3 separate regions of the Sus scrofa genome follow, and regions 2 and 3 are each linked to region 1. A link is a contact called in public Hi-C data. All regions are on one chromosome and are shown on one strand. The core of a region is the stretch at or near the end of the contact, and the rest is flanking DNA. Distances in the headings are between cores, read along the strand shown.

Region 1 (4,280 bases), core at 496-2,995:
ATTAATCTGGCCAACCCACCTTAAGACCTCTTACCTATTTATGGTGTGTTGTGGGTCCTCATCCTTCAGACCCTCTCCCAGTCACTTGCAACCCTCAATTCTTACATCCCAGTGGCTGCTAAGTCATCTTGCCTCTGTACTGCATTGGCTTCGCTCTAGCCATCATCACTTCTGATCTAGAGGACTGCGAAAGCCTTCTGGAAGGTCTTATGAGTCATTCCTCAGAATGCTCTGAACACATCAGTCCCCGGCTCCAAAACCAAAGCATTCATTCAGTTTCCATTGCCTTTTGAATAAAGTTGAAAAAAAAAAAAAGTTTTTTCTCTTTCTCTCTTTCTTTTGGCTGCACCGGCGGCATTTGGAAATTCCCCCCCGCCAGGACTGGCATCTGAGCTGCAGCTGCAACCTATGCCACAGCTGTGGCAATGCCGGACCGTTTAAACCATGGTGCTGGGCTGAGGAATGGAACCCCAGCGGACACAGAAACAAGGCCGGACCCTTAACCCACTGCACCCAGCCGGAACTCTCAGTTGCAGTCTTAGGCATTCAAGGATTTCATGATGTGACAGAGAATGAAGGGAGGGGTGGTGATGAAAAAAGAAGAGTAAGAGTGGGGAGAGAGTCAAGCTCATACTTGGCACCAGTTGGAGACAGAATTGAAACTGTCATCGCATCTGCTACACAGTCCAGCGTCATATCTGATTCCGTGCTATTTTTCCCGCCACAGAGTGCGCGTCTGCAGCACAAGACGCATAACTTTATTCACGCTTTTGTGTGTCCTCCGCAGCACTTTGCACACAGTTGTTCCCAGTACAATTTCCATTGACCTTAAGGATGGTTGAATTCCCACAATCAAGCAAACTGGAACGATTTCCCTAGACCTAAATCTAAGGTTTTAGACTTTTGTACACTTCAAAATGCCTGGCACACAGTAAGCGCCCAATAAGCACTTGTTGAGCCGCACAGAATACATCAGATTCGCCCAGTTCAGCCCTGGCAGAGAGGTCGGCCTCTGGCAGGACGACAAAATCCATGGCTATTAAATTGTTATGTAAGAGTTAATGACCCTCCTGGCCCACTTGACATCTCTCCGGCAAGAGAAGTGCAAGGGCAGGGAAAGGAAGAGAGAGCAGTATTTGCAAACACTCTCTCTCTCGGTGGTAGGGGCACAGATTGATTTCTAGCCTTGGTTCACCATAAGGATCTGAAAACACCGCTGCGCGCGCCAGGCGGTGCGGGGCGGGAGGAGCGGGCGGCGTGCTGGCATTTCGGTTGAGGCGCATTCCCTTCCGTGGGTAAGGCCTGCCCACCCGGCACGCCCAAGGGCGCTGGGTCTGCGGGTGACAGCGGCCCCAGAAGGTGACTCGAGTTCTAGGCGGTGCCCGTGGGGTCCCCGCTGGCTCGGGTGCAGGCCGGGCCCGGGGAAACCGGGCGCCCCGCCCCGGGTGGCAGCAGCCCCGAGCCCCCAGCCGCTCGCCGTCCCCTCCCGGGTATCCGCTGCGCTCCAGTGGGCGCCGCCGGGCCCGGCTTCCCCGAGCCGGGGGGCGCGCACGCCGCGAGGCGCGGAAGATGGCGGCGCGGCCGGGACCGGGGTGGCCGCGAGGGGCCGCGGCGCTTGGCGCTCGGCTGGGCCGGCGCGGCTAGAGCGGCGCCTGGGCCCGGGCGGCGCGGCCTCCTCCCCGCCCGCCGCCGCCGCCGCCGCGCCCCGCCCCGCGCGCCCGCCCGCCTGCCCGCCCCTCCCCGGGCCGCGGCCGTGCCCCGCGTCGCGCTCCCCCGGGATGGCCCGCGCGCCTCGGCGCTGCCTCTCGGAGCACACGGCGGAGCGGCGGCGGCCGCGCTCGGGGGGCGCGCGGCTGCGGCGGCGGCGGCGCCGCGCGTGAGGGGCCGCCTCGGGCCGAGCGGGCGCCGCCAACATGTCGGATACGAAGGTAAAAGTTGCCGTCCGGGTCCGGCCCCTGAACCGACGAGGTGAGGAGCTTTCCGCTCGTTTTCGTGTGTGGTCGGGCCGAGGGCGGGGGCAACTTTGGAAACTGCGGGGCCGCGGGGCTGGGGCGGCCGAAGCGGAGCCGGGGTCGGTGCGCCCGGCCGGAGGCGGCGCCCGCACCGGTCGCGGGACCCGGCGCGCCGGCTCCCGGCTCCCGGCTCCCGGCTCGGCCGCCTCCCGGGGGAGCCCGCACGGCGCACGAAAGCGGGCTGCGGGCGCGGATGCTCGACTTTGCAACGTCCGTTTTGCCTTTGGCTTTCAGAACTGGAACTGAACACCAAGTGCGTGGTGGAGATGGAAGGGAATCAAACGGTCCTGCACCCTCCTCCTTCTAACACCAAACAGGGAGAAAGGTAAAGCGGGTGCCGAGAGGGCGGGCGGGAGGGTCCAGCCCCGCCGCCTCCTGCAAGTTTGAGCCAGGAAAATGGGAGTGCTCTTTCCTATTGTTAGGAGGTCGGCTTCAAGTTTGTCGCACGCTCCTGGCTGAAGCTGTGGCAAGTCCAAGTTCCTCTCTCCTCCCTCTGCCCCCCTCCTCGTTGTCCCCTCCCACCTAGAGCGGCATCAGGCTGCGCCCCCAGGCCAGAGCCGGGACCAGTCGGCTGTGCCTCCTGTCGGGTTCGAGGCACCCAGAGAGTGAGGGAGCAGGATGGGACCCTTGAGACAATGAGTCCAACGGCCACATTTTACAGATGCGAAAACTGAGGCCTGAGTTGGGCAGATGACCACCCCAAGGCCTGGTTCGTGGAACCCAGTGCCCTTGGTTCTTTCCACCCCTGCTCTGTTTGCTTTATTTGGCAGAACTGTTAAGGAACTTTGTGTGTAAAATGAGAGGTGGGAAGGAACACCCCCACAATAAAGCAAACAGTATTGTACGACGTAGGCTCAGGCCTGGACCATTTAAAATCTTTTTTTATTTTTTATTTTTGGTGCTGGGTTGAAATAATGCTTGAAGGTAATGCGCGAATTTTGATTTTCAAGGAAACAAAAGTAGTGCCCCGAGCTGTATAGACGATGGGGGGGCATGTTTAAAAGGGGGCTGTATTTACTAGATGGCAACATATTTGCATTTGAAAAGTGACAACTGTTGGATCCTTATTAATTCAGCTCTATTCCACGCAGTAGTATGGGAAAATGCCCTAAAATAATTTGAATATTTGGCATTTTTCTGGTAAGCCCCTGAGAAGAAAACGGTTGGAATTCGTTCAGACTAGCAGTGCAGTAGCTTGTAAAAATAGAAAGGAAAAACCAGGGAGATTTGACAAAATTAATTCCTCTCCGGCATGAGTTTGTGTTTTTGAAAGTCACCTGTTGATTGATGTGATACAATTTAGTGCCTTTTTTTTTTTTTTCCTCTTCGGAGATTTTTTTTTCCCCCCACTGAAGAGAGACTGAAAGTAGGGTTTGTTACTTTATTGCCAAAGGAAGCAACTGCCTTTATTCTGTAATCCTATGGTGTTCAGACATAGTTTTGTTAAATTTGGGGGGAGAAATTACCAATAGGTGAGATGGGGAATTCTTTTCTTTTTGTGCTGAGGCTAGACATTTTTATCCAGGGTGCAAACATTCTGCTTCCTATAGCAGATTGTTACAGTGATTGTAAATAGCTAAGTTATATTTAAAATGTGTTAAATACTTTTCAGGAATGGGCGTATCCTTGGATAATATTTTGAGATACATTTTAGATATTTGTAGTATTTTAGATACATTTATAGCACTATAGTTGTATATTTCATGATGATACTAACCTCATTGAGCAAATGAAAACATTTACAGATTAGATTCCCTCATCACCAGCATTTCCCCACCCCTCAACATGAATATTTTCATACTGTTTCAGAAAAAAAATTCTGCTGGGTCAGTCTTGAAAGCCATCTAGGGAACAGGTAGACTGTTAATTCCTTTTACATAGCTGTGGCTTCTCTTTTCCTTGCTGATTTGTCACCTACTCTTTGTCACTCTTACCTGTAAGCAATGTTACTGTTCACTACTATTTAATGAAATGAAGCTTTGTCATTTGTGGACAGAAACAGATTTAGTTTTGTGGAATTTGGATGGAAATTACAACTGTAGACCGTTGGTTTTGAAATGCTAAATAATCAGTTGACCATTTTTTGGGCCACCAACATGGTTACTAATCAGGATGTTTTAAGTACTGATTTGAAGGGTGATTTGGGGATTTATCCATCTGCTTGCTTATTGGAATAGCCCCTTATCTGGAGCTATAAGAATAGCATTGAAACATGGCTGTTCTCTGGTTCTGACCTCCTGACAAGAGGATAGGCGGATGGACTCTTTC
Region 2 (4,280 bases), core at 1,269-3,768, 250 kb after region 1:
CAGGAGGAATTGTAGATTTGGTGATTTGTAACTCCAACTGAATTTCAGTGCAAAAACAATGCTATTTTAGAATGTTAAATTATGTTCAAGAAACTACTTCATCGTGTAGTGAGGTTGATACAATTTCAGGGTAAAATTAGGCAGTGGGAAGTTTTGAAGGCAGATTTGTTCTTATTCTTTCTCTGCTGTCAGGTTTGGTAAAGTTGCTAATAACTCAGTCACATCAGTGTGGGACTACTGTGTAATTATTCCCTCGTATATTGTTTGCCTTTAAAGAAATAATTATAACATAAACAATTGAGATCAAGGCTAAAGGAAGATGTGGATTTTTTTCCTTATCTCCCTGAATCCTATCAATTCTATTCTGAAGTCTTGCTGAGTTTGGCCCAGCTCTTTTTTTTTTTCTCCCCCCCTCCCTTGCTTTTTACTGCCGCAGGTGCTGCATATAGAAGTTTCCAGGCTAGGGGTTGAATTGGAGCTGCAGCTGCCAGCCTACACCACAGCCACAGCAATGAGGGATCCAAGCTGCATCTGCAAACTACATCACAGCTCACAGGAATGCCAGATCCTTAATCCGCTGAGTAAGGCCAGGGATAGAACCCACATCCTCATGGATACTATTTGGGCTCATAATCGGCTGAGCCACAACGGGAACTACATGGCCCAGCTCTATTGCATGTCCTTTCCTTTCAGAGCAGCGCTATGAATGCTGTCCCAAACACCAAAGAACAGCCTCCAAGAAAGGAATGATTTTTGAGTCCCCATTCACACTCCTGTGCTGGATTCTGAGTTTAGTAGGGTGAAAGGGGCAAATGGGATGCGGCTACAGTTCAATCTTCTATTTACGTCATGCAAGTAAAGATTCAGGTACAGATCTTTCCTGGGTATTAAAGCTTTTTAGGAATGACTACTTTGCTTGTCACATACCTAGCTAAGAATTGCGAAAGACAAACAATTGTATTAAAGGATGAGGTGCCTCTGGGGAAAGAGCTTGTGTACCTGGAGAGTCTAGTGAGAAGTTAGTGGTGGAGTTGGGGCATGAAGGTATAAAATGGAAGCACAAAAGGAAGTAGATTAATTTTGTCCATCATATTTGGGAACTTTTTATAGTCTTGGTGGTGATAAGGTCAGAGATGCCATTTGTTCTGTCAGCCTATGCTGGAAGATGCTGCAAATTCTAAGGTACTGCTTAAGTTTGGCTTCACCTTTTGACTTATATGATTTATATAGCGATTGGAATCATGCAATTTGGTGGTAGAGATGGTATAAAAGTCTTGAGGTTAATTATTTGTATCAGATAACTGGATGATATTAGATGCTTTCTGTCTAAGCAGTTATTATGAATTATGTATATTAATCCTTTCACCAGAACCACCAACTTGTTGAGGTTAATATTCATTCTATTTGCAGATGAGGAAACTGAAGCGTAGAAAGAGGATCAGTAACTTACCCAAGGCTACACAGCTAGTAAGTGATAGATTTAAAATTAAGTTTATTTGAATCCAAAGCTATTTATAAGCTTTAAAATCAATTGTCTCAAATGGAACATTAAGCCCATGTGTTTTCACAGAAGTAGATTTTCTTTCTAATCACTTGGTTACTTGTTTCAACTCCTACAGAAAAGTTGGGTTATAGTCCTGGCTTTGACTGCCCAGTTCAGTGTCCTCCAATATGTCGACTAAATTCTCCGGAACCCCGTCTTGTCCGTTGAATGAGGGCTGGCGCACGTGATCACCCAGATCTTTCTAACGGTCAACTTTTAAAAATCGCTATACTTTGTGGATTAAGTCTTTGAGCCTAACTCACTTTTCACTTTGCTAAATATAATGCCTTCTATTTGGAGCAAATATATGTATACTTTTATTACTGGTAATATACGGCTTACCTCTAACGTGAGCTTGACTGCTGTAGGTGATCACCGTAACCATTTATTGCATCTCTTGCATGCCAGGAAATACACTAAGTGCTCCACGTAGATGATCGCAACAGCTGTATAAGCTGGATTTTAAAGTTCCCATTTTATAGGGGCGGAAGGTTTTGACTTCAAGGTCAAACTTAAGTGGTGGAGCCAGACAGCACTTGTGTGTTTGACAACAAAGCCCTTATTGTAACGGACATTAATGAAACTGTATATATTTGCTAATTCTGTTTTAGGCTTAAAGATCATAGACACTGTCTTTTCAACCAGTTTTTTTCTTTTTATAAGATATTGTTAGCTTCTCTCTGTGATTTTACTATGTGCTTACTTTCTTCCCGCTTTACCATTCCAGAGAAGGAAAGTGGGAAGGAGGTTACCGTTTGTGTTAAATGCCTCTTTCAAAGTTTAGAATCAAGAGCAGTTAAAAGGAACGGAACCCCTGGCTTTGTGCCTCTGCAGGGAACCGCCGCTCTCCTTCCGCGTCCTCCGTTCTGAGCACGCGCCTCCTTCCGTTGAACTACGTTTCCCAGCGGCCCGCGCGGCTGAGAGCGCGGGCTCGACTAGCCCTTCCCACCTCCCCGCCTATCACCTGGTCACATCGTGATGATGCAAACTCGTCGCGCGCTGACTAGTGACGGCGTCCTGGCTCGCGACCGCAGCGGCGGCCTTAGTAGCGGTAATAGACGCAACAGCGGCGATTGCAGGGACGACGACGACGACGGCGGGGCGGGCGCTGTGCGCAAAGGGGAGGGGTAGGCGGGCGGCGCCGGCGGCTTCAACTGCGGCAGCTACGGCTAGGGCGACGGAAGAAGAATCCCCGTCAGCCGGCGGTCGCGTTAGGCCTAAGCAGCGCTTGGAACCTCTTGTGTTGTCCTCGCGGAGAATCTCCATAGAGACGGTGACATACACAGAGGCGGGGGTCCGCGGGAGGCTGCCGGACGGGAGCCAGGTCCTCGGCCTGTGTCGCCGCCACCCCCTTCGCTGCCGCCAGCGCGCATTCTCTCTCGGCTCCTGCTCGCAGACCCGCGGTTCCTGGTGTGCCTGTGACCCACTGTGTGGGCAGCGCGGACGGACTTTTGGGCTGGGGCCGGGCGGGGGGGCCTCAAGGCCGCCTCTGCCTCTCCCGCCCCCTAACCCGCTCCTCAGGGGGAAGCCGCGGAGGCTCCGCCATGGCCTCGGGAGCCGGAGGCTTAGGAGGGGGCGGTGGCGGCAAGATCCGGACGCGGCGTTGCCACCAGGGGCCAATTAAGCCTTACCAGCAGGGGCGACAACAGCACCAGGTACGGGACCCCGGCGCCTCGGGGCCTAGCGGGTCGGGCACTGGGGTGGGGAGGGAACGGGCGTGAGGGGTCCGGGGCCCCACGTGGAGCGGACGGGAGGGCCTGAGCGAAGGCCCGAGCAGGGCGGCGGGAGCTCGGGCCGCTGGGGTGGCGACGGGAAGTGGGCTGAGACAGGCCAATCTTGCGGCGCACACGTGTGGTTCGGGCCGCCTCTCCCCAGCCCTCTTAGCCTGGGGCTTTCCCCCGACCGGCGCAGGGCGGGAACAGAAATCCTAGGCCACGACGGGCCTAGGATTCTTTCGTTTTTGGCGGGGATTGGGGGTGTGAGGGTGTTACCCACGTCTTCTGGATGGGAGAAAGGAAAAGATGTGGCTGGAGGCCCCTACGTTTGATATTTTCTAGTCTCCCGCGTTTCAGCGTGAGTGGGGAGGGGGCTGCCCTGGGGTATCGGCCTCTGGGGCCCCCGGGGGTTGGTGGTGGTGGGGGGCGCTGTTAAACGGCAAGTGGAAGAAGTTACTCTCAACCTATTAGTTAATTCTCCATCTCCCCTTCCCGGGTGCCTCCCGATCTGAGAGCGTTGACTTAGATTTTTGTTTTCTTAACCGGGTTATAGTTAGTGGCACCGGGGCATTTTGAAAGTCCCTCTCCGCACTTACGTCTTTTTTCCGTCGCAAGACTCTTCCCTCCCCACTATGTCCACCCCTCCCCTTTTTATTTTGGAGGCTAGAATTGGCCATTGCGCACAGTTGACCGGAACTCCAGTTCTCATCTCATGCACAAAATATTTTAATATTATGGGACGTACTTTAGGAAGTTCAGGTACTTTTTAATAGTCTAGGAATATTGGTGGTCTTATAATTTAGTCACCTTGTGTACTCGTGGGCGCTCGAAATTATGAACAGGGGTTTAGTCTAATTGTAACTGAGATGTTAGAGTCTGAGAAAATTCTGCTTTTTAGCTGTTAATTGTTTGTTATGGGAATTGAGTAGGAAAATGTTAAATATTCTAATAAAAGGCCCTTTAAAATTTCTCGGTGGGAAGTATATGTCTTAAACCTGTAAAAAAACTAAAGTATGGCAAAA
Region 3 (4,280 bases), core at 629-3,128, 160 kb after region 1:
AGCAGGTGGAGACTCTTGGTTGTGAAGATGGAAATAGGTTTGGGGAGACACAGCAGGAGAAGGCCCCGAGGGATTAAGGGATAGTCATTATTTCCTCAGATCTATCCTCAGATCCACCAGTTCTCTCATGACCTGCCTTGCCTGCTGCTTAACCATTCTCCTAAGTTTTGCATTTCAGTGTCTGTTTTTCATTTGCAGAAGTTTAGGAAGTCCTTTTTCAGATAAGCCTGGTCTCTATTGGTGGAGTCTTGTTTTTCACTCCATAGTGTGCTTTAATAATTTTATTTTTACTTACTTTATTGCCCTTATTTGGAAACCCTATTCTCCAAATTTGAAGATTCCCTTCATTCCAACTGCTTGTTGTATCTGCTGATAACTTTGCTTCCTAAAGCAGTCATGATATTTTAGATGTGCTTATTTATCTTCAGCAGTTTATCTGTGGAAGTCCTGGTGGCCTGGGTGCGGCTATATAAATTCCTTCAGAGAGATTTTATATTTGTTTCTTTCAAGTGCCCTAGGCATGCGTCCAAACAGAAATTACTTTTTATGCTAATTTCTTGGCTTGACTACCCAACCAGGCAGTTTCCATAACTTTTTTTTTTTTTTTATTGTAATAAGAGCATACTCAAATGGCAGAGTGATGTGTGTATATGTGTGTTCAGGGCTGTGTGTGTGTGTGGGGGTGTGTGTGTAACCACCTACATAGTAATTGATATGTAAGAGAGGTGAAGCTTCTATTTTTCTCTAATTTCCTCTGGAACTGGTTTTAGTTTTATTCTAGAATAACACTGCACTACTGAACTTTTTTATAGAAAAGTTTATGAATCTGCTAAGACCATTTGGTAGCCACTATTGAGATGATGCTGTTGAAAATTAATATGTAGCTAGGGAGAATGAGAACCTGAATTTTTTTTTTTTTTTTTTTGGCCACACCCATGGCTTGTGGATGTTCCCAGGCCAGGGATCAAACCCATGCCATGTCACCACCCTGAGCTGCTGCAGTGATAATGCCAGATCCTTAACCTACTGTGACACAAGGGAAATCCCAAGAATTGTATTTTTAAAATTATAATTCAGAGTTTAAAATAATAAAGGACACTGAGTAACACATTTCTACTGTTGATCATACTGCAATTCCTAGAATTTCTGGAGGGTTTTTCAGACACTTTAATAAGCAAAGGGAAAATATTTTCCTTAAAAACTGACTACTGATTTTTTTTTTTTTTTTTTTTTTTTTTAGGTAGAAGAGATAAGTATTCTATACAATTGGAAAAAAAAATCTTCTATCATCCTTTTGACAAAAATGTGTATATATTTATAGTGTTAAAAAAACAAAATTCAAGGAAGTTCCCTTGTGGCACAGCAGGTTAAGGATCCAGTATTGCTGCAACCATGGCACAAAACTGTAACTGTGGCACAGGTTCGATCCCTAGCCCAGGAATTTCCACGTGCCACGGGTACAGCCAAAAAACAAACAAAACCCTCCAAATTTGAGTAAATTTGAAGATGGAATTGCTGTATGAAATGGTTCGTGAATTAGGCACCATCTCAGACAGAACGATCCTCTGAGGGGTTACACAACCTGGAAGAGTTACATAATAAGAAGGGTGGGTCAGGGAAAGGAAATCATTAGCAAGGACGTTCATTGGAGGAAAGTAAAAGTTCAAGTGACACCTCTCCTTGACTGAGCCGTGGCGTTTTTATTGGCTGGGCTTGTTGCTAGGCAGGAAGGAGGCCTGTCTTCTTCCTGCTGGGGTAGCAGAATAGTTGTACTTTACCCCCCCTGTTTTGGGGGTACAAGGTAGGTTTCTTCCTGTTGGGGTCATTAGCTGACGTCTTTCATTTGAGGTAAGTAATGGCAGGATGTGAGTTTCCTCTTGAGGCTTCTTGACCTCAATTTTAGTTAAGGTTTCTTTTCAGTAATTTTCACAAGGGACAAATATGTGCATGCATATTCTGATCTCATTTTCCATTTTCGGCAGATGAATAAATCAGAATATAATTCCAAATAGATGGGAAACAGACTTTCAAAACTTGAGTCACAATGTTGCGAGTCATTTGGATAGGAGCGTGTTAGTGTAAAATATACACACCAAAGTTTTCCTATGTTTGTGTATGGCATATTAAAAACATTTTAGATGATATTCCAGAGTACTTTTAATTAATAAAATTTTAGGAGTTCCCGTTGTGGCTCAGTGGGTTAAGAACTGACACAGTATCCATGAGGATTCGGGTTTGATTCTTGGCATCACTTAGAGGATTAAGGATCCAGCATTGCCACAAGCTGTGGCCTAGGTCGCAGATGTGGCTTGGATCTGGCATTGCTGTGGCAGTGGTGTAGGCCTGCCGCCCGCAGCTCCAATTTGACCCCTAGCCCAGGAACTTCCATATGCCACAGGTGTGGCCCTAAAAAAAAAAAGAAAAGGAAAAGAAAGAAGAAGAAAAAAATATATATATCTTAGTCACCAGATTTGAATTCTACCACAAAGGTAAAATGTGGTAACATTTTTCATATGTGAATGCTCCTTGTTCCATAACTTTGAGCTTGAGAGTTCCCTAAAGATAAGGAACCAGCTGAGACTATATGATAAAAGCAATTTACAAAAAAATTAAAACTCAAAGTAATACTCTTTATTTTTCTCCATCAAACTTCACCTGACAGTCTTTTAGCAAATTAAATTTCAGTTAATTAACTAATTAGTTATCCCCATAATGTTTTGTTTTGCCCTTAAAGGCTAGTAAATGTCTTTAAGTGAAGGAAACATTTATAAGAAGACTAAAATTGTCCATGCTAAAAAATCTGGAGGACTTTTCCTCTCCCACTAAAAAAAGCCACAAAGACAGAGCTTTAGCTGTGTCAAAGGATCAGTTGATGAGATCTTCTAATAAGCAGAAAATCCTACATAACTCATTTAGGCTCCTGACTTCACAGCCCCTGCATGGCCCATGAGCTGTAGAAAGTTGCAATGTGAGGGAAACCGCACTATTGAAAGACCACCTCCCATGTCTATTCCACAGTTGCTTCTTCAAAATTTGTTTCAGACAAGTCCAAGATGCACAGACCAGCACAAACCCAGAGACCGGTGAACATCATTTATGGTGTGACATATACTGTGTAATTGAGACTATTACAGTTGTTTTCCATACCCCTAATTATTTGCTTATTTTTATTAAAGGATAATTGACTTACAGTATTATATTAGTTTCAGGTATACAGCATAATGTTTTGATAGATTTATATTTTATTGTCATTTATATTATTTTATTTTATTTTAATGGCCACACTCAGGCATATATGGAAGTTCCCAGGCCAGGGGTTGACTCTGAGCCATATCTGTAATGCTGGATTATCTAACCCACTGTGCCACATTGGGAACTCCCCCCCATTGTCTTATAAAGGATCTTTTTCAGCTCATTCTTGAAATCAAGATCCAGGGAAGATTCGACCATCGTCATTGATTGTTATGTCTCTTAGGTTTCTTTTAGCCCATGAGGCCCCCTCTCTCCTCCACACACCCACCCCCTGCCTTGTTTTCTTGCATTTCATTTGCTGAAGACACCTAACATTTTGCCCCTTGCATCCCGGGGTATCATTTAGCCTCTTCCCTCTGTGCTTCTGAAGTTGGTATTTAGATATAAAAGTTTGATCAGGTTCAGCTCAAATATGGTCAGGAATATCCCATAGGCATTGCTGTCCATCTCCCTCAGGAGTGCAACTGCTTTTGAGGGTTTTTGGTGTCCCTTGATCATCTTTGCCCAGATCTCGTGTTGCCATAGTAGTTACCATTCTGTTATTGCTTCATTAGGTATTAGTCGAATATGTCTAGTGAGGGAACGTTCCCCCAGTTATTGCTTCAGCTCCTAGGTCTGGGCTTTGTGCTCTTCACTGTTCAGCTGACCTATGCCCCCGACCCCCCAATCCTGTGTTCCTTCAGGTCCTGTGTCAACGGCACCCTGGTCTGCAGCACCACCCAGCTGTGGCACGGGGATCGAATCCTGTGGGGGAATAACCACTTCTTCAGGTGAGAGCTTTGTGTTCACTGCTGTCTTCATTCACACATCTTTCTTGTGAGCTGAGTGTAAAACACATTATTTACTCTAAAAAAAAAAAAAAAAAAAAAAAAAAAAAAAAAACCCAAAAACCCCACAGAATTAACTTACCGAAGAGGAAACGGCGAGATTGGTTGAAAGACTTCGAAAAAGAAACCGGCCCACCAGAGCATGACGTGGATGCAGCCAGTGAAGCTTCCTCAGAACCAGACTATAACTATGAATTTGCA

What was found. A called contact is a pair of places that touch in the nucleus more often than the background predicts.
Region 2: a Hi-C map of embryonic fibroblasts shows a contact between it and region 1, with 2.3 times the contacts expected there. The contact joins the promoter of NUP153 here to the promoter of KIF13A in region 1. A contact is called at or near these places in 1 of 5 promoter capture datasets (liver), 3 of 47 Hi-C or Micro-C datasets (embryonic fibroblasts, epiblast stem cells and skeletal muscle) and 1 of 2 datasets of contacts at active chromatin or transcription factors (alveolar macrophages).
Region 3: a contact with region 1 is called in a Hi-C map of subcutaneous adipose tissue, with 2.1 times the contacts expected there. The contact joins the enhancer-like site here to the promoter of KIF13A in region 1. A contact is called at or near these places in 1 of 5 promoter capture datasets (liver) and 5 of 47 Hi-C or Micro-C datasets (embryonic fibroblasts, heart right ventricle, skeletal muscle and 1 more).

What each region holds. Positions count from the first base shown.
Region 1 is chr7:13,714,309-13,718,588 of Sscrofa11.1, reverse strand. It overlaps KIF13A (kinesin-like protein KIF13A), which reads left to right and starts at 1,745. Exons shown (of 40, transcript XM_021100220.1): 1 at 1,745-1,968; 2 at 2,247-2,337. The coding sequence starts at 1,914.
Region 2 is chr7:13,464,815-13,469,094 of Sscrofa11.1, reverse strand. It overlaps NUP153 (nuclear pore complex protein Nup153), which reads left to right and starts at 2,518. Exons shown (of 22, transcript XM_001926651.6): 1 at 2,518-3,198. The coding sequence starts at 3,088.
Region 3 is chr7:13,554,624-13,558,903 of Sscrofa11.1, reverse strand. It overlaps KIF13A (kinesin-like protein KIF13A), which reads left to right. Exons shown (of 40, transcript XM_021100220.1): 15 at 3,936-4,022; 16 at 4,151-4,280. Among named protein-coding and RNA genes, the nearest start is that of NUP153, 90 kb to the right of the region's middle. Within about 2 kb of position 1,878, at least 8 of the 83 cell types and tissues checked have an H3K27ac peak or open chromatin away from gene starts, as enhancers often do. A contact at or near this core is called in subcutaneous adipose tissue, where this site is marked.